3 separate regions of the Sus scrofa genome follow, and regions 1 and 2 are each linked to region 3. The links are chromatin contacts, called in public promoter capture Hi-C maps. All regions are on one chromosome and are shown on one strand. Each heading gives the region's core, a stretch centred on a gene start, on an enhancer-like site or on the middle of the called end of the contact. The rest is flanking DNA. Distances are from core to core; before and after follow the strand shown. Region 1 holds the start of ARL8B (ADP ribosylation factor like GTPase 8B). Region 2 holds the start of LOC100514009 (histone-lysine N-methyltransferase SETMAR). Region 3 holds the start of CRBN (protein cereblon).

Evidence for each region. Promoter capture Hi-C pulls out the DNA fragments that hold promoters and counts their contacts.
Region 1: a promoter capture Hi-C map of liver shows a contact between it and region 3, with 12 times the contacts expected there. The contact joins the promoter of ARL8B here to the promoter of CRBN in region 3. A contact is called at or near these places in 1 of 5 promoter capture datasets (liver) and 1 of 47 Hi-C or Micro-C datasets (liver).
Region 2: a contact with region 3 is called in a promoter capture Hi-C map of liver, with 5 times the contacts expected there. The contact joins the promoter of LOC100514009 here to the promoter of CRBN in region 3. A contact is called at or near these places in 2 of 5 promoter capture datasets (fetal skeletal muscle and liver), 1 of 47 Hi-C or Micro-C datasets (subcutaneous adipose tissue) and 2 of 2 datasets of contacts at active chromatin or transcription factors (alveolar macrophages and skeletal muscle).

Annotation. Positions count from the first base shown.
Region 1 is chr13:61,639,218-61,643,467 of Sscrofa11.1, forward strand. It overlaps ARL8B (ADP ribosylation factor like GTPase 8B), which reads left to right and starts at 1,466. Exons shown (of 8, transcript NM_001252214.1): 1 at 1,466-1,750. The coding sequence starts at 1,628.
Region 2 is chr13:60,911,893-60,915,762 of Sscrofa11.1, forward strand. LOC100514009 (histone-lysine N-methyltransferase SETMAR) reads left to right here and starts at 2,520. Exons shown (of 3, transcript XM_013981913.2): 1 at 2,520-3,870. The region is part of intron 1 of LOC110255178 (a long non-coding RNA gene); the gene reads right to left.
Region 3 is chr13:59,755,938-59,760,255 of Sscrofa11.1, forward strand. CRBN (protein cereblon) reads right to left here and starts at 1,839. Exons shown (of 11, transcript XM_005669735.3): 1 at 1,690-1,839. The coding sequence starts at 1,756.

The DNA.
Region 1 (4,250 bases), core at 216-2,715, 1.9 Mb after region 3:
GATCTGCATTGCCGTGAGCTGTGGTATAGGTCGCAGATGTGGCTGGGATCCTGCATTGCTGTGGCTCTGGTGTAGGCTGGCAGCTACAGCTCCGATTAGACCCCTAGCCTGGGAACCTCTATATGCCGCACGTATGGCCCTAAAAAGACAAAAAAAAGAAAAAAATTATTTTATTTTTTATTGAAGTACAGTTGATTTACAAGAATCTGAATAATATATATATACACATACATATGTATATATATAAAACTGAATCACTTTGTTGTATGCATGGTATTATATCTTTTACTTATCTGGAATGTAAGCTCCTCAGGGAAGGAATTTTCTTTTAATTTGAAAGCCTTGCAGATATTTTAATGTAATTTTTAATTAAATTAAACTTTTGAACAGGCAACTCATTTACATGGTTGAAAGTGAAAACTATATAAAAGATATTCAGAGACTTCTCATTCCATTCCTGCCTATGACCATCCAGTTTCCCCTTCCCCCCATAAAATCATTTTTATTAGTTTTTGAATATTTCTTTATGCAAAGATATATGTATTTGTACATATACATGTATATTGTTGTTTTTCATCTTATACCCAAAGTGTCATTTAATATATAGTTGACATCTTGCATTCATGTTCCTTTAAAATATTTCCTGGACATTATTTCTTATCAGTTTATACAGAACTTTCTCATTCTTTTTAAATTTTTATTATTTATTTATTGATAGGCAAGAAATAGATTTACTATGATATGACGCTTGTGGGAGGTACAAACGGGCAGGCAAGGAAGCACTGCTTATCATTCTTTTTTTTTTTTTTTTTTTTTTGCTTTTTAGGGCTGCACCTGTGACATATGGAGGTTCCGAGTCTAGGGGTTGAATCGGAGCTGTAGCTGCGGGCCTCTGCCACAGCAACGCAACACAGGCTCCCAACCAAGTCTACAACTTACACCACAGCTCACAGCAACACCAGATCCTTAAATCTCTGAGCAAGGCCATGGATCCAACCCGCAACCTCATGGTTCCTAGTCGGATTTGTTTCCACTGCGCCATGACGCGAAGTCCTCATTTTTATTTTTTTTTTAATAGCTGTTAAATTAGTCCCTTTTGAGAACTTACCAGAGTTTATTTAATCACTTCCCTACTGATAAACACTTGTGGCTTCCATCTTTTGCTCTGTAGGACAGGGATTTTCGTGTTGAATCCTCCAAAGTCGTGAAGTCTTTCTGCATGTAGCTAACTGTAAATAAACAATCACAGAGAGAATGAGTGGTGAATTGACCTGCATTAATTAGCTAAGGAGGGTGGTAGAAAGGGAGCCCAAGGCCGGAGGGCGTTGCTGCGCGGAGGTCTCAGCAGGTGGCGCTGCAGGCGGCGCACGCGCCTGGCCTTGCGGGCCCCGCCGCTCTTGCCGTGTATGCCTACAGCGGCGCCGGGACGCGCGTTGGGGGTAGGGCGAGTCATATGACCTGCTCGGCTTCCTGGCTTCTGCTGTCGCCGCCCGCCTGTGTCCGCCAGCGTCGCGCCGGGGCCCCGAGGAGCCGTTGCGGGGGGTCCGGGCCAAGGCCCGCTCGTGTGGAGTTCGTCGCCGCAGCTGCCCACCCGCTTGCCCATCAGTCTTCCCTCCCGACCGCCATCATGCTGGCGCTCATCTCCCGCCTGCTGGACTGGTTCCGCTCGCTCTTTTGGAAGGAGGAGATGGAGCTGACGCTCGTGGGGCTGCAGTACTCGGGCAAGACCACTTTCGTCAATGTCATCGCGGTGAGTGCTCTTGCTAACCCGCCCGGGGCGCAGAAGCCCGCGAGTCCGCCCGGCAGCCGCCCAAGGGCCTGTCCTGGGGTCCCCTCCGCGCGGCGGAGCTCTAGGTAATGTGGGGCGGCGGGGGGGTGGGGTGCGGTGCAGCGCACGCCGTGCCTGTCACCTCCCCGAGGGCCAAGATTTAGAGTTTTCCCGCGTGTTGGTAGATGAAGTGGAGTGTTGGGGTCGGCAGCTGAAGGGTTAATTCCATTTGGTCATCTTCGAAGCGTCGCGTCCTCATCGGCGCCTGGGCTTGGAAAGGTTAGAATTGGACTTGTGTTTAAGGCGCTTTGGGGGATGGGGGTTTCCTTAGGGTTTGATCTGTAGGGGCGGCGGAAGGGTTAACTCCAGCTTGTCACTTTCCCGAAGGGTGGGATGTGGCGAGTTTCGCTGTTCCGTGAGAAGGCATGCATACAAATTGAGATCCTTTCTCAACTAGCCACTCGGGACGAGGAGCCCCATTGTGAGGAACGCGCGGGACCAGTGTGGGCTTCTTCCTGAATTCTGTGGGCAGCCCGTCCCCTGTAATTCGGTTACTGGCTTTCACCGGTTCCCCTAGGGGCCAAGATCCAGTTGATTGCGCTGCGCTGGCGGGTGGAAGCTGGGGAGAGACATTTCCCAGTGGTGGACAGCTTTTATTTTATTTATCATTTATTTCTAAATTGAAGTACAGTTGACTTACAAGTGTACAGCTTTTATTAAATCAAGGAGTTGGGGGAATCTCTGCTTTTCTAGAGTTCTCACGTACGGGATAAGACGGATCTGCAGGCAGCGTAAAGTTAACTACTTTGAAAAAGAGGAGTTGGTGTTTTGTGATGGTGTTTCTTAACTGAAGAGAGAGAAAGGGACTGGATGGGAACAGAGTTTATTCGACGCCCAGGGAATGGGTATCTGGGAGGGGAAATTGCCCTGCGAACCTCTATACTATGTGGTGTTTGTTCAGCAGTGGTTGAGGGGAAAGAGGATGATTAAATTTTGCCTGTTTGGTTGGCTGGGGAAGGAATAAGCGCGACAGAGTCTCCTCAATCTTTATTTAGAGCCCAGGAGTTCCTGTGACTCAGTCTTCGCTGATAGGGGCTTGTGCTTGTCTGGGATGAACTTTAGAGCCATTTCAAAGAGAGATGGCAGTAGTTCCTCCACCCTTTAGCTGATGGGTGCAATCCTTATTTAATAGGAGACTAGCTGTCCAACTGGTTTGGTTACAGGAATGATTCAAGTATACCTCCGTTGTTGGAGAACACACCAGCTTGTGTAACTTGTGATCTTAGTCCTTGCAGTTTTAGAGCAACAGGAATGAATAAGACTTGGAGAGATAGAGATTAGCAGAAATACAAACTTCCTTTGAGGAATGTTGCATATAAAAATAAAAAAAGAACATTTGCTACTTGTTTGGCTCTTTTTGGTGGGGGTATCTTGAGATGACTTTCTTTTTAACAGGCCAAGAAAAATGGAATGTGTATTTGATACCACTAAAAACTAATAACGAAAAACTTCGGGCTAAGTGTCCATATTCAAACTTTTATGTGATATAGAAAAGATCAGCTTGAATGCAGTTGAGCTCATTTAGCTGTAAATTTTCTGATAGTCCTTTGAGATAAGAATTGGCATCTCCTTGAAATCCTATCTTTTTGACAAGACTGAAGTAATTTGTAGTGTAGATAGGTGTGTTACTACAATTGCATTTATTACAGAGAAGTAGTTGTGCTTGGGAAACCTAAAGTTTAGTAAATCTTTGAGAAAGTTCGAAAGACAGTAGCATACCTTCCCTGCTGATGTATTTAGTAGACATTGTAGCTTATTGTAATGAGCATGACCTTTGAAGTAAAACAATCCTGGGTCCACATTCTGGCTTTGCCACTTAGCAGCATTGTATCCTCTTTCAGTCCTGCTTTCTCATCTATTAAGAGGAGATAATAGGTTTCTTACAGAGTTGCTGTGAGTACTTGAATGACAGATGTTAAATGACTAGCACCATGCCTGCTCATAGAAGGGGCTAAGTAAATGGTAATGCTATTGTTATTTGTAGTGGTTACACGCGTTTAATGCAGGAACAATATTTTGGAAAATATTCAGAAGGGAATTAGCTGTGGTCATGTCCTTCTTTGAATTTGTGTATGTATAACCAGATGTGGACTGCCATAGGGGCTTCGTAGATTGTGGCAAATAATCACTTCATGTCTTCCCCCTCCCCCCTTTATTGCTTTAGATTATTTTAACATCTGGAACTCAAAGGGAGCTATTATTTTAACGTTAGTGTAGTCTTTTTGAATGATGATGAGGGTAGGTTCTGTTAAAAAAAATTGGGACTGTAATTGCTTGTGGGCTTTAGGATGCTGAAAAAGAACTCAGTAAATTTCATACCTCTTTTTTTAAACCTCAGACTTTAATCTGTGATTCTTATGGAATATATGGATGGTGAGGAAAAAGTAATTAAAGTTTACAGAGATTTAGATAGAAACAATGT
Region 2 (3,870 bases), core at 1,270-3,769, 1.2 Mb after region 3:
GCAGGTTAAGGACCGGAATTTGTCTCACCAAGGGTGCATGTTTGATCCCTGGCCTCACTCAGTAGGCTAAGGATCTGGCTTTGCTGCAAGCTGCAACATAGGTTGTAGGTCACAGATGCGGCTTGGATCTGGTGTTGCCATGGCTGTTGGGTAGGCCTCAGCTGCAGCTCTGCAGTCCCCTAGCCCAGGAACTTCCAAGGCTACAAGTGCAGCCCTACAAGAAAAAAAAGTTTCTTAAAATTAAAGAATGGCATGTTCTTTGGATATTTGCAAAATTCCTTTATTCATAATTCATAAAAAATGAAATGAATCTGACTACCATCCAATCTGAAGTTACTCTTTTTATACTCACCCTTCTCTTTATCCCTTTAGTCCCATTGCATCTTCTGCCTGCAATGCCCTTTCCTAGTCTTCCTAAATCCTATTCATTAGTCAAGGCCAATAGCAAGTAGCCCCTTCTCCATGAAGCCTTCTTTGATCTTCCCAGCTATAAATAATCTTTCCTTCTGTTAAAGTTCCACTTTACCTTAACTTTCCTTACATCCCTTGATTATACTATAGCCAATTGCCTTACATAAGTAATTACCTCCTAAGTAGGAGCAAGTACCCAGCCATTCCAGATAAAATATTTATTTGGTGACTACTTTCAAGCCTATGAAGTATAAGACTTATACAAGTCTTATACAATGAAGTATAAGACTTCTAATTCAGAATGATCCCACGCCATATTAATGATGATCTCCTCACTTGAGCCATCCTCTGAGAAGACAAAGAAGAACACCCCAAGGCAGCTTTGTAACCTCATGTATGACAACCTACTGTGTACTAACTGCATGCATTCTTTCAAAAGAAGAATATCTGAAGCTTCTCTGTTGGGAGGTTGTGACCCTCAGAATGAACCTAATAACATGTGTAGATTATGAGAGTCCTCTGAGTCTGAATATTTAAGAGAATCTAAAATGACCCTTGGTGGACAATTTCAATAAGGTTTCAAGTAATTTATTAAGAAAATTAAATGAATTAGTGCATGTAAAATTTTTACATGGTATCTGGCACATAGTAATAACTCAGTGAATGTTAGCTATTATTGCCAATGGTCAGAAACTGGCCAAGTAGAACCATGAATTTAGACATGTGTGATGTCATATCATTCCAGACTCTATTAGTATCTTACTAATACTCCTTAGTACCTCTTACATAAAATCAAATTCTTTATCTCCCTCCCTCTAAATCTGCTCTTAAAAATTGGTGTTTATATCAGGCGTGTACTTCAGTGCAAAATTAAGTGACTTTCTTACCTGATTGTGGATACACATGATAAGCCTGATCCACGTGTCTATTCCCAAACCTATTTGCTGCAGAACAAACGTTTTTGTCCCTCTAAAGTTCAGATGTTAAAGATCTACTTTGATGATATCTGGAGGGGGGACCAGACTTCCCTTGTGGCTCACAGCCTAACTACTGGGTGTTGCTTCTACGGTGGCTGTGGCTCGACCTGGGAGGTAGGACCTTTCAGGTCATGAGTGTAGAGCGTCCATGATGGGATTACTATCCTTATAAGGGGAAGAAGATAACCAATCCTTTCTATTTCCCCCACATTAGGATACAAAGAGAAGACAACCAACCGTCTGCAAACCAGGAAGAGGGCCTTCACGTAGAAGCCAACCATGCTGGCACCCTGATCCCAGATTTTCAGCCTCAAAAATTCTGAGAAATCAATCTCTGGTGTTTAAGCCACCTAGTCTATGTGCCGTCTGTTACAGCAGCCTGAACTAAGTCACTTAAATGCCAGGTATAACTCATTATAAGAGGTAAAGAAATGATGATGAACTATGAGTACAAGAAGTTGCTCCCTTCCAGGAAAACTAAGTAACATACTCTGGAAAAACCTGACAAAAAGGAAGGTCACTAAAAAAAATGTTTTGCCACTGATATAGCTTTAAGAAAAGTTTAAAATACTGGAGGGAAGAAAAAAACAGACCATGAGCTCAAATAGCTTCAGCATCTTTTAGTTCCTGTTCCACTTTAGAGACACCCAAACTGGAACTCAAAGTAAGCATGACATGGAATTCTAATCAGTAGACCCATATACCAAAAACAAAAACAAACAAAAATCTTGGCCCTACATCAAAAGACTTGCAAATATATACCAAAATTACAACTGACCCTTGAACATTGCAAGGGTTAAGGGTACCAGCCCTCTATACTGTTGAAAAATCCCTATACAACTAACTGTATGGTCAGCCCTCTATATCCAGGGTTCTGTACCCATGGATTCAGTCAACTTTGAATTGTTTAGCGCTCTGGTATTTACTGGAAAAAATAAACATATAAGTGGACCTGGGCAGTTCAAATCCATGTTGTTCAAGGGTTAAGTGTATTTAAGTTAAAACGAAACATTTCTATCTCCCTGTTTCTTTCTCTCTTCCTATGTATAAATAATTTTCATGACCTCAATAGAAGAGCTCTGCCTATGAGTATACCAAAAAGTTGCAGAGATTATGAGAAAACCACTCATAGAGTAAAATGGGAGAACAAAGAAAAGGGTAACCAATGACATAGGAAACAAGGTCAGTAAAGATATAGAGAAGGGGACATGAGCTGAATGGACCGACATTATGGGGGAAAGGCACTGGAGACAGAGAAAAATGTGAACAAAGATAGCAGAAACCCAATACCACCGGTTAAGGAAAAATAGAGCAAGGGGCTCAAAAGATAGACCAAAGAAACAGGTAGGGTCTGGAGTCCCCTTGTAGCACAGCAGGTTCAGGATCCAGTGTTGTCACCACACTGGCCAGGGTCATTGCCGTGATGCGGGTTTAATCTCTGGCCTCAGAATTTCCACATGCCACCAGTGCAGTGAAAGGAAGGGAAGAAGGGAGGAGGGAGGAAGGAAGGAAGAGAAAGGTAGGTGCTGGATCTTCCAGACCTGATAAGCCAGAATATAGGTAGACTTTGAGATAAACAAGGAGCAAACAAAGGATTTTAAGCAGCAGGATATAATAATTGGATGTGTATGCTCCAAAGATCATTGTAGAACCAGCAGTAAGGTGATTTAGGGATATGGAGAACATTAGATTGGGGGTTTGGGGAGTAGAAATCACTCCAAGAGTGCAAGCCAGAAATGAGAGCCTAAAAAGAAATGAAAATGAAAAACATTATGAAAGTAAAATCAAGATTTGGCCAGGAAATTCTTAGCCATGGCGTTCTAAGGAGAGAAAGGGTTTCAAGAAAATGCTTCCGTGTGTTGCTTTCAGGTAGCTCTGGAGATTATAGACGGATTATTCTCCCAGTTTAAATGAAGAAAAGGAAAATTCACAGACGAATAAATTAACTCAGGTCATTGTGATCCCGAGCTTCAGGTAAGACAGAAAACAGAAATGTCCAATGATTGATTGGATATCCAAAACCAGATCTCCATCTCCCGTCTGGGCTGGAGCCTAGTACTTTACAAGATATTTGAAGCGTAAGAGTAGATGGTATTACTGAGGATGCCCAGTGGAGGTGAGAATGGGACCAGGGGCAGAAACCCTAATGACACCCGCCCCCATGCCAGAGTACGGCAGGAAAAGGACAAGAGAGCAGGACAAGAGAGCGAGACGGCTGGTATGCAGGGCAAGCGCACCTAGGACAGGGGGCCAGACTGGCTGCGCTGAGAGGCTTTCACGTGGAGGCGTCACAACAACCGGGTCACAGAGCTTTGGGAAGGTTGATAACATTCCACCTAATTGAGCAATTTCGAAATTACCAGAACCCTCTGCGGGCCAAGGATTGGTTTCCTCAGAGCAGGGGGTGCAGAGAGGGAACAGAAATCCCAGTCAGGGAGTGCGCGGACCCCACACAGCCTCTTGACGCCCGGTCAGGCTATTC
Region 3 (4,318 bases), core at 589-3,088:
CCTTAGCACTTGATGGGGATTACTCTTCAAAACAACCTATACTACAGGGATGTATGGACAATGCAATGTTTCTTAAAAAAAAAACAAAAACACATGATTTACAAAAGCATTATCAATATATTGACACCCCTGAGCCCTCTCACTCCCTGTTTTTTCTAACAAAACACTGACTGTTGAGAGCTACCAGGGTGAAGTCTGATGACTCATCTCATGCAGGAACACCATGTAGATGCCAATAGAACATCAGCATCTTCCCTGACACATTGGATTTGACACTGACAGAGATGGGCTCATGTCTCTGAAAAAATAGCTCAGCTCTTCAGTCAAATTCAATTCTGCCAGGCTGCTTCAGGATGGACCACTGACCCTAATCCTGATTTATTGCTAAGGAAAACATCCCTCCTCTATGGTGGGCAGACCTTCAGTCTCTTCCTCCAATCCATGCCACCCCTACTGGGCAAAATAATCCTCTAAGCATAGCTTCCCTTAGATCTGAAAAACACAAATGTTTCTCTGCAACCTGTGGGGAAAAACTCCCAATCCCCCCAACAAGAGATGCAAGCTTCCCAACACTCCAACCCAACCTGCTCTCCAGGCCTTCTCTTCTGCAAGCCTAGCCTAAATTATACACTTTTGGATGTCTCCAGTTAACCTCACAGGGTTTTCCCTAATCCCTCTCTCTCATGGACCTGTAACAGCCTTTACTTACCTGGCCTAAATCAATGGCCTCCTGATTATTATGTTTTCAGAAGCCTCACAGAGATGATAAACCTCAAATACTGGGCTGTGCATCATGCCTCTTTTAATCTCCAGGACACCTAACACACTTCCTGGCACACAGTGAAGGGACTGAGCTAATAGTCTCAGTTTGGCTGACAGACCTCTTAGGAAGCACCTCTTGTCTAGAGCATTCCATGTCATGACGGTACAATTGTTCCATGCTTTTTTTCCTGCCCAGTATTCGGACATAAGGCTACTGTCTAAACATTCCCAAAACATACAGGAAAGAGAAAACTGAGTTCAACATCACTGGCCTAAGTATCTCTAATTAAGCGTACTCTACCGTGTGCTTGGACTACACGTCAAAAAACAGACCAATTACCGTCTGGGCAGTGAAGTGGTTAAGAAACCCGGGCTACGCTGACTTACAGATTCGGATGAGAGTCCTGGCTGTGCAACTGTGACCTTGGGCAAGTCAATGAACTGATCTGCCAATCCATTTCTCAGCAACCAAATTGGGCTGAGAAAAGTGATGTGGGGAGGATTAAACGGAGAAACACCTGCAGAGCGCTTACTGCAGGGTCGATGACGTGCTAAGCACTTAATACATGTCAGCTGTCACTCTTACCAAAGGGGAGAAGTCCAGGAAAAGTCTTGGCTGCCGAAGTGCCCCAGTCCCCCTTCTCCCACACCAAGTTTCAGACCATTTCATCCGAGCTAAGTTCTGGACCCAAGAAGGATGGAGAGGCAACCCCCTTCCGTGCCACCCGAACGCTAATCCCCACACCGGGGACCGAGCCGGGGAGAAGCACCGTGACTCTGTTGCGGGCCGGCGGCCTGAGGAGCGGCCGCTTCCAGGCGCGGTCCCACCGGCTCCGCACCCGCCGCCCACCTTGCCGGCTCCGCCGCGCCCCCTGTGGCTCGGGCCTCGCTCCCTCCCTCAGACCGGAACCGGCCCCAGGCGGTTACCAGGTAGGAGCGGCAGGTGATTGCCCATGTCGTGCGCAGCGTCCTGCGGATCCCCCTCGCCGGCCATGTCTGTTTACCCGCGGAGGAGCCTGGGACAGGGCGGCTCCCCTGCAGCCGGGGGAGGGTCCGCGCCGCGCTGCTGCCGCCGCGCCCCGGGCTACAGCGCCCCCTGGCGGCGCCTGTGGGGCAGGCAGCGCGCCGCCTGGCCTGGAAAGGCACCGCGGGGCTGTCCCTCCTGGGACTGCGCGCGGTGGCCACCGCCATCGGGGACTGGGTGCCCGCCGCTCAGGGCACAGACTCCTCTCCTGTTCCAACCCCTCACACATCTCACACGTGGGGAAACAGGCTCAGATTCTTCAGTCTCTCGCTCTTAACGAGGGGGGCGGGGAGCAAAGAGCAGTTTATACAGCATTAGCTCCAGTTCTCAAAATAAAAACAATATAAATGAAGACTGGAAAAATGCACCAATTATTCCGAGGGCGGTTGGGTCATAGCTGGTTTTCTTTTCAACAATCTTAAGTCGTTTCCACATATATCCCGAAATTAACATGCATTAATCAGGAACAAATAAAAGAAATGGTGATGACACAAAGGGAAGAGGCTTATGATTGGCAAATGAGATTGTCAGAATATAGAAGAGCATACTCATTATTACTGCAACTGAGCAAAAATGAGTCATTATATGGCAAAAAAAAAAAAAAAAGAAAGAAAGAAAAAGACCACAGAATGCAAAAACATAAATCTCTTAGATCTGTGGAGTGTGTGACTGGTAAGGTTTCTGCTATGGAGGAGGGACAGAAGTTTTCTTAGTGTCTTTTCAGCATCGTCTCTTCAGCGAAGAAAGAAACTGAAACACCCTTAAATGAAATAAAATACCTAAACATGGTGGGGAGAGGAAGGGTGAGAAGCAGCAGAATTGCTCTGAAGAAAACAATGATGAATCTGATATTTTTTTAATATTCCAAAAATTTGCTTACTGAAAAGTTAAAACATGAAAATCTCCTTGGGAGAGAGGCTAATGAATTCATTCTGTGTCTTTCTCACCTCTGTTCTCCCAAGCACTCTGTGGCCTTGTCTCAGTTTACCCATTTCCAAAATGAGAATGGGCTAGTGTCCCAGGTTTTTCCTAATGAATAATGTCTGTGGTATAGATAACAACATTGCCTTTGATAATAAGTAACAATTACAAGCTATCAGTTAATGGCAATTACATAGGACACGTGACTGTGATGTTTTAGTCGAGTTAAGGTGATAGCTCTAGTCAGGCAAAGGATGATTCTGTGCCAGAATGAGAGAAAGGAAAATGTAGGATAGAAAGATAGAACAATGAGGGGATGGCTGGGGTGTGCGGAGGGGGTGGGAGGGGAGAAGGGTGACAGCAGGTACACACATGTACACATTATCAGTCTCACTATGGTTTATAGAATTGCAAAGAAGTGTGCTTACCTGCAGCAGAACTTTCTTTACATAGCAAACAATTGGCCCCTAAACAAGGAAGCTCTGACCTTCCCAGGTCCTCCCCAGAAATGGCACCAGCACAGTGCCCTGTACCCTGGTCAACGAAGAACCCTGTAAGCAAGAAACGACAGCTGTGAGCCTGGCAGGGTCAGCAGATGTGGCTAGAAAAGCACTGCTCCTCTTTCTTCTTTTGTGCTTGGCCCCAGGATCACCGATGCTACCATCTGTGGACCTTTCAGTCCCCATTCACCTCCTTCTTCTTGCCTCCATTCACTTGCACCATCTGCTCCCGCCTTCATTTCATCCTTCCAGAGCCTACCCAGTCATCCATAGCTCTGTCTTACAATAGGGGTCACAACAAATGATCATGGAACAAAAACATCTCAGCAAGCAGGCTTCTTGGATTAAGCCCTGGTTATTAAAATCCCAAAGGAAAACACAACCATTTACCATTTATTTTTAATTGGGTAACTTTATCCTGAAAGAAGGTATCGTACTGAGTGGCTCACGCTTCTTCTTGCTTGTGTTCATTGATAAGGAGCTCCGCAAACCAGGGAAAAAGGAAACTTACAGTTTCCTAGACTTTTGTCTTAGAGTTCAAGAATTAACTTTAATAGTATATAATTAAGGCTGATGTTATATGAGAGAAACTGCGAATCAAAAAAGCCTCACTGCACTTTTAATGTCTGGCTTCTACACTGTATTAGTAGCAAGGGATACACACATACTGGGAAGAGACATTTTTGGCTCCCTTCTGGTTTCAGTATTAACTGTATATTTGTTTTTTAATGTGTTAAAGAACACTACTACCTTGATCTAAGCAGCCAGTGATCTCTTGCCTGGATTATTGCAATAGCTTCAATAATGTCTTTTTGGCTTCCACCCTTGGCTGCTGAAGTTCATTCTCAACAAAGCAGCCAGAGTGATTCCCTTAAAGCAAAAGTCAGGCCATGCGACCACCCTGCCCAGGACCCTTCTTCATTCCCCATCTCACTGTAAGCCACCTCCTCACGGGAGTCCACCAGGCCCTGTGATGCCTGTGGGCCCCCAGGTCCTGCTCTGACCTCCCCTTACTACCATCCAGGCTCTCACTCCTTTCCCTCACCTCTGGCCTCTGGGTTACACAACAAAGTGGGGGCCCCCCCCACCTCAGGGCCTTTGCACTGGCCAT